2 separate regions of the Sus scrofa genome follow, and region 2 is linked to region 1. A link is a contact called in public Hi-C data. All regions are on one chromosome and are shown on one strand. The core of a region is the stretch at or near the end of the contact, and the rest is flanking DNA. Distances in the headings are between cores, read along the strand shown. Region 1 overlaps PTPRM (receptor-type tyrosine-protein phosphatase mu). Region 2 holds the start of LOC106510670.

The links. Hi-C and Micro-C count contacts between places; a contact is called where the count stands out from the background.
Region 2: a Hi-C map of embryonic fibroblasts shows a contact between it and region 1, with 2.7 times the contacts expected there. The contact joins the promoter of LOC106510670 here to the enhancer-like site in region 1. A contact is called at or near these places in 1 of 5 promoter capture datasets (liver), 4 of 47 Hi-C or Micro-C datasets (embryonic fibroblasts, liver and mesenchymal stem cells) and 1 of 2 datasets of contacts at active chromatin or transcription factors (skeletal muscle).

The regions. Positions count from the first base shown.
Region 1 is chr6:99,786,135-99,790,012 of Sscrofa11.1, forward strand. It overlaps PTPRM (receptor-type tyrosine-protein phosphatase mu), which reads right to left. Exons shown (of 36, transcript XM_021097712.1): 4 at 2,927-3,005. Among named protein-coding and RNA genes, the nearest start is that of PTPRM, 300 kb to the right of the region's middle. Within about 2 kb of position 1,852, at least 6 of the 83 cell types and tissues checked have an H3K27ac peak or open chromatin away from gene starts, as enhancers often do. A contact at or near this core is called in embryonic fibroblasts, where this site is marked.
Region 2 is chr6:100,090,383-100,094,260 of Sscrofa11.1, forward strand. LOC106510670 reads left to right here and starts at 2,085. Exons shown (of 4, transcript XM_021097607.1): 1 at 2,085-2,343; 2 at 2,415-2,585; 3 at 2,651-3,350. The coding sequence starts at 2,085. The coding sequence ends at 3,345. PTPRM (receptor-type tyrosine-protein phosphatase mu) reads right to left here and starts at 2,584. Exons shown (of 36, transcript XM_021097712.1): 1 at 2,014-2,584. The coding sequence starts at 2,086.

The DNA of each region.
Region 1 (3,878 bases), core at 602-3,101:
CAGACAGACAAAACGGGCCTCAATAGTATGCACTGAGATGAATGAGATACAGAGAACAAGCACAGCTACAGAGACAGGAAATTGGTTAGTGGTTTGGGCGGGGGCAGGGACATGAAGAAGGACTCTTAACCAGGAGGGGAACTCTTTTTGGGGTGATGGGAATGTTCTAAACTGATTATGGTAACGATTATACAACCTCATGCATATACGGAAAAAAACTGAATTACACACATTAAATGGATGAAGTGAAAGATATGTGATGTTCAAATGCTTCCTGGCTTATAAGACCCACAGATACACATCAGCATCGCCAGGTACTAATACCCGCATATGCCTAAGTTACAACCTACTTAAAAACAGGAGACAATATTACGAAGCTGAAAAATGCTTCTTCAGTTTCTCCTCCGAGGATTATTGAACCAAATTCAAGATAAAGTTTTAGCATGCATACCAAACAGAAAAATTATCTGTGTTCATTACAAGTGGTCTGAAGCCACGGCATAGTCAGCTCCACATTTCAGGCTGATCCTGCATCTTCCTGCCACTATACGAAAATCAATTTTATGAGCAACTGTATACTTTTAACAGAACAGCTACTTAAAAAAAAAAATGTCGTAATGCCTTCTCATAAACCAGTAGGAATCCATACAGGAGCCTTTACAGTGAGGTAAATAAAGTTCAGCAGTTCTGCATCTTTTTGGAAGGCATGGTTCTGGATATGAAATATTTATGCTCCTTTCCGATGTAAATTTAATGAGCATCAGTATTTCAAAATAATTGATTATTATTTAGAAACCTTGATAGGAAAGCCCTTAGAATACAAACTATAAAGCTTTCCATTTTAAGACCACACTATTGCCTTCTTTAAAACCTTTATTTGCATCTTTTCCCCATCAACTTAGCGATTCAAGAAAAAATAACTACAGAAAGGCTATCATCAAAGCCATTGAAAGCTCACAGTTCAACACACTGTTGCAGCATCCATCACCTTGGGACAGAGCCTGTTTTGTGATTCTGCATCTCTTAACTGCAGTTTGCAAAGCCAATTAGGTACCAGCACCACCCGTATTCTCCCAAGGAACGACCATAAACACCATTTCTATGGCTGCAGGCAGCTGGGCTTGGAAGGAATGCAGGAAACTGCAGGAGACACATTTCAGGAAGGCTCTGATGGAGGGAAAGGCATTAAGTCTTTCTTACCTAAGGCAATGACTCAAATCCTATAGGATGGGAGGGGCTGCACTCCAGGAGTGATTTTCCTGGCCAGCAGCCACTGCACCTGTGCCTGAACCCAGGGCAGCAGTCACAACTGCCTCGTGGCTCTGAGAAACAGGGCGTCCTCAGACAGAGTGGGCCTACAATATTCCCGTCTGCCTTTTTACCTCCTGGTAAGAGGTGAATCAGAAGCCCTGAGCATTCCCGCATATTAGAAGCTCCCCTAGCACTTTTTCAAGCCGGAGGCGACTCTGAGGATCTGGCCAAGTTCCAACCCAGGTAATTATATCCTGCTTCCTAAATTTGCCCTGCTGTTCCCATTAGATACAGCATTGTTTGTTTTCTTGCCATTTCAGAAAGAAAGGGGTCGGGGGAGAAATTCTTCTTGCACTGGCCAGTCTTGCTGAGAGAAGAAAAGGCCAAAGCACTATGCTACAAGAGTCCTGTCTGCCTTAGTGCTGAACAAGATGATTGCTGAGCTTGAACGTGGAGAACCAGATAAAGTGCTCAGACAGCAACTCCCCCTGGATGGAATCAGACGCTGGTTTCATGAGGCTCCATCAGATAACAGCCCCATAGGCGTCCCTGTAACCACTGCAGGGAGCGATCGCACACTCTCTTTAATCCATGCGGTAAAAGCTGAGTCACTCCTGCATGTGTTCATGTTTCTAAGACCAGTGTAGACAGGACCACTCTCTCACAGACGTGGGCAGGAACCTTCAGCAGAGACCTAGAATCATCTGAATGAGCCAATTTCTCTTTAGTGGGACTCTTAAAAGAAGGCAGGCTGCTATCCTTGAGATGGCCAAAGATTTCGGGGCTGACACTATCAATTTGGGGCAAAGATTATGTGGCCAAGCAAACTTCCCTGCATTGCTGGTGGGCATATAAACTGGTCAGACATTTTTCATAGCAATTTGGCAGCATTGAGTAAAACCACAATTATTTCCACCCTACATCTCAGCAATTATGCCTAGAGGAATATGCTCTGCCTGGGCTCACACATGGATGTGTCCACAGGGCAGCTGTGCCTGTCACATAGGAAAAGTGGGAGAGGGTGGGGGAGCTGGGAAACAAAACGTTCGTAAAAGAAGAGGAAAGTAGAAAGTGGTATATTCATATGATACAATAGCATGGACGGACCTAAAACTATAAAGTTAAGTGGGGAAAACAGAACGCAGAGTCATTTGTACAGTTAGATGCCATTCTTCAGGGTTTACAAAAGGCAGATGTGACTTTCTGACTTTATGAACACACAGTGATCATGGGACACACTGTGCCTAGACATGCACACATGCATGCACACACACCTCCACACGCACACACACAGATACACACATGCACAGATGTGTACCCATGTGCACATAAGCAAGTGAACATAAGCGCATATACAGATACACACGTCTACAGAGCTCTGGTGGCTTAGCTCCTTAAACTTGATTCTGGGGTTGGATGGGCACACATATCAAAGTAGTCCCTTAGCTCCTATCCCTGGTGTTCATTTTAAAGACATTCAGATATGCACAATGACATTGCACATGAGATGCATGTCTTTGAACTTCTGGGCTAGCAAAGCACCACAATCAGGTCCCCCAGGGACTTCTGAGCAGGATGACTGAGCCTGCCTTCTCTTTTAGTGATTCCTCTGAATCCGCTACCTAAATTTGCCCCCAAACATGCCCCCCAGTGATGAAAAGTTGAGGCAACTTACTACACGAATGTCCTAACACCTTCACTTCATCAATAGCGAGGTAGCCTTGATGTCCAGATGTTATGACTTCAAAAATCACCTGGAAATTGAGAAAGATGTTCATTAGTCACTCATGTTGTCAACTTTTACTGAATATCTCCTATACGATAGGAATGGAGTTTCAATCACTCACTCACACTTTCGTGTTCCCCACAAATGTTAATGAAATGCCCAATACCTATCAGTCAATGTTTGAGGTTCTAAAACTACAAAAAAAAACCTAAGACCCAAATGCAGTTTTCAGGGAGGTGAGTGGGTAAGCCAGGCTGCTCTATACCTCAAGGACTCACCCCATCAGGATTGGGGGTACCAGGATTAAGAACTGATACGTGAAAGAAGAAGCTTAGTCATTTCCTAGCAGCAATGTTAAAACTTCAATTGTTCTAAGCTAACCTATGTTCTGGTCAACTTCTTTGAGCAGTCTCTAGGACCCAAATGAATTCCATGGGGTCCTATATTTTGCACAACTAATATACACAAAATTTTAAAAGTGTCATAAAAGAAGAGGACAGGCCATGGGAAGAACATATACTGGAGGACCTCCATGAGGAGTGTCATTTGAGCTGCTAGCTGCATGTGCGAAGAGGGCAAGGAGCCTCCCAGGCATGTGCAAAGGCCTGAGGTAGACGTGATGGTTGGCCAGGAAGAAGAGAATGGGGACCTACAGCTATAAAGGTCAGCTATGACCAGGCTCAGAGACTCCACTCAGGGCAGAGATTCCAGGAAACACAGCATGCTCATAGGGTGGAGAAGAGGTTATGCCAGCTGAAAGTCAGAGGGCAGAGATGTATGAATTGGGAGAATGACATTACAATCTCCGCAGTGGTGAAATCCAGAGGGCTTTACAACTGTTTGGTTGTGGGAGAAGCAGAGCCACAGAGGAAGGGTGACACACTCTGAGGGTCTCAGGATG
Region 2 (3,878 bases), core at 835-3,334, 300 kb after region 1:
GTTTGACTAATGATTTAAGTAAGACTTAACAAGGACTCAAGTCAGTACTATCTAGGCTGAAATCTCTTTTAATGATGAGAAACCAGAGCTCCTGTTGTGGCTCAGCAAGCAGGGAACCTGACCAGTATCCATGAGGACACAGATTCGATCCCTGGCCTCATGCAGTGGGTTAAAGATCAGGCATTGCAGTGAGCTGCCTTGTAGGCTGCAGACTCCAAGCTGGGATTTGCTATGTCTGTGGCATAGGCTGGCAGCTGCAGCTCCTATTCAACCCCTAGCCTGGAAACTTCCATATGCCGCAGGTGCGGCCCTAAAAAAAAAACCAAAAAAAGAAAAAAAGATGAGAAACCGATCATTTAAATAAGCTACATAAATATTTGTTCCCACCCCCTTGCCTACAACTTGAAAATCCATCCAAATGCTTTCTGACACAGCTTAACTTGAAACAAATCCCAGCCAGGGAGCTATAGATCTTAATAAAGAGAAAACCATCACAAAGGCCCTCATCCTTGGCTTCTCACACTAAGGAGTTTCAAGGCTCTGAAACTGGCAAGTCTACTCTATAATTCACTAATAAGAAAGAACGCAGGCCAAAATTTGCATCAATTTTACAGCAGACAGCAGTGGGTCATTTTGTTAAATCCTCTGGAGCACGTGCAATTACCAGACACTTAAGGACATACTAAACTTAGGAGAAGGGTTATTTCTCTACTGAAGCTGACAGCACAGAGCCAGGAGCCAACTCCCCGCTAAGCTTCCTGGTGGTGGCCAACTGTGGTCAAGGGTCTCGCGGCTCAGCAAAGCCAGGGGCACGGCCTCCCCGCCTGTGTGTCCAGAGCTCGGGAAAGTAAAGATGTTAAGTTTCCACAGGTCTCACAGCCAAACGCCAAACGTCTCCAATGCTTTTAAATATGCGTTTTTACTGTCAGTGAAAGTCTCCATCAAATTTTAAAAAGTTCAACTTACTCATTCCTCCCGAATAAACAGAGAAACAAACCTATTTTGCAACCCAAGTTGAAGGACTAATAGCAGGCTTTTTATTAGAAGAAAAACAAGCCCAGGGCCACCATTCCGTGAAAACTGACACACACGGGAAACTGTGCACGTGTGCAAGCGCTGGCTGTCTATCCGCGTGTGTGCTCCCGGTAACGCCGTGCAGGGCTCGAGCCTGGCCTGACCCGCGACTCCCGATCACGCGTCCTAGTCCCAGGAGCTCTGCAGGCTCCGATCGCCCGGGCGCAGCAGGCACCTCGCCGCCGGCCACTTTCCTGCCAGCCCGAGGCGGCGGGTGGCGGGGCTGGCTGACCACTGCCCCCGTTCGGGAGCTCCCCGGGGCCGAAGGGAGCCTGACCCGCACACAACCGCAGCGGCCCGGGGCCCGGGCAACCAGCCACTCCGTCCGGACCACAGGTCCTCCCTCCGGGACCGATGAGGACACTGCCTTGGTTCTCTCGATCTGCGGCGCGACCACCGCGGCGAGCCGGGGTCATGGCAAGCTTCTGGCCGGGCGGCGGCTGGACGGCAAAGAAAACCGGCGATCGCCACCGCCGCCGCCAGAGTCTCTCCGAAGCAATCGCGCGGGCGCAGCAGGCACGGAGATCCGGCTGGCCGCCGCTCCGGGTGGGAAGGACCGCGCAGCGACCACGCCAGGCGGCCGGCGGCTGCAGCTCCCAACTTCAGGCAAAGTTTTCTGCTGTTGCTCTCAGAGCCGGCGGAGGGCTCCGAGTGGCGCCGACACGCACCCAGGCCGCCAAGGGGCGGGGGCCGACCTGGGGCCGGGCTCCGGAGTCAGCGCCCCGGGCTCGTCCGCTCTGTCCGCCCGAGCGCGAGGTGCCCTCCCTCCCCGCTGGTCTCGCGCCGGGGCAGGGAACTGGCACACGCAGTGCCGGAGCCGCCGCTCCCCAGTCTGGACCCGCGGTCCGCCGCTAGTGCTCTCCCACCCGGGAGCTGCATGCGTCCCGGGCCCCTTCCGGCCCGCACGCCCCAGGCCACAGCGAGTGCGGCCCCTCTTACCTGAAAACGTATCCCCCGCCGCAGTTAGCAAAAGTCCGTACAAAGTCACCAGCCAAGTCCCAAGTCTGCTCATGGTGCTGAGCGCACGCCGGGCCGCTCCCCGGCGGCGCTGGGTGGGCGCGAGGTCCGAGGGCGGCCGGGAGCTTTCCTTCCAAGGCGGCGAGGAGAGCAGGGTGAACACCCAAAACCAGAGCCAGACCCGCAAAGTGCCAACACTTGCAGAAGTCTCAACTCCGGGGGCTCCCGGGGCCGGGGCCGAGGTCCTGGATCCTCCCACCCAGTCGCCAGCCCCGCTCGGAGCTGGAGCGGCTGCAAGAGGGAGCGGAGGGCGCGCCCGCGGAGCCAAAATCCGCCCTCCGTGCCGGCTGCTGCACCCGCCGCCGCTCTCCTTCCCCGGGTAGGGACCCGAGCCGCCGGCGCCGCGGTGGCCGGGGCCGCGGCCGCGCTTGTCCCGCCCGCCGCCTCTCAGCCAGCAGCCGAGCCAGCCCCCGGGCGGCGGCGCGCCAATGGCCGAGCCCGCGCCGGCTGCGCGCGGGGCTCCTGCTCCCCGACTGACTGGCAGTGCCCCGCAGGCCGGCTGAAGGGAGCGCCCACGTCACGGCCGCCCGCGCTGCCGCGGCCCGCTAGAGGGCGTGAGCGCCCGGCCCCGCCGGCCCTACGGGTCCGCGCCCGGCGCTGAGAGGCAGCGGCGCCTCGGGGGGAGCCGGGCGGGGGGCGGCCGCGGGGGCGGTGTCACCGCGCGGAGAGCGGCTGCCGGGAGGTGCCTCGTGCTCCCTCCCGCTCGCGTCCCGCCCCGCCGCGGCTTGGGTTTCGAGGCCGGCTTCCGGGAGGGTGACCGCGCAGGGGCCGCGCGGCGGCCAGAAGTTTGTCCCGGGTCACAGGCCGCCAGGAGTTGGCGAACGAGGCTGGCGGGACGGCGGCCTTGCGGCCCCGCGGGCGGACGAGGCGGCTCCAATCCCGGCGCCGGATGGCAGTGTCCGCAGCGGGGCCGGCAGTCGCAAAGCCGCTCTCCCCCGCGGCTTTGGGCAGGGCGAGCCGGTAGATCGGGAGGCTGCGAGGGGCTGCGAGCTTCTCCGCGCGGCGGGTGCAGAGAAGTTGGCGGACGCCAGAGGAGGGAGCGGCGGCCTCGGGCACCGAGACCCAGCAGCGCGCCAGCCTCCCGACTGGACCACTCGCGCTCCTGCCCCAGGAGCCCTGCACCCGGCGGAGCAGGAAGCGCTCTGCGGCTTCATTGCGCCCCCGCCGTCCCGGTTGGGCCCCAGCGAGCCGCGGGCGATACACGGAAGGTGGCGGTCACAGCGGAACGAGAGTTTGGACCTACGTAACCTGTGATTTGTGTATCTGGTACTAAGTGTTGGGAAATGCGAGAGGAGGAGGGGTGGGTAATGAATCAAATATCTTGAAGTGTGTAATTTACCGTTTGGGTCTGGAATGCCTACTTCATTAAGTGACTAAAACAGTCTTCCAATGCTTCGGTAAAAAGGTTCTCTTTGTGAAATTGCAAATAAACAAATAAAAAGGGGTGGAGTGATCTTTCTATCTCCCGGGGAATACGCACGTCGAGCCAGCTCTGAGCAGCTGTAGACGCTAGGCCTAGCTGACTGAACGCAATGGAAGGCCTGGGAAGAGGTTAAATTAGAAGCCGAGTAAGGACCCGTGAGTAGGACGGGTGTACCAGCCAGAGGGGGGACGCAGGTGTGTCCGGGGCCCTTCTGTGCTGCTCTCACCTGGAGCTTACAAAGACCCAGAAAGTATACTGATCCCACGCTCACCTAGACCCTGTCTCCAGTTGACCCTAGAACCAACAAGCTGTAACTAAGGATAGGTCATAGCTGTCACCTCCCCGGGGGAAAACTGCGGGACTG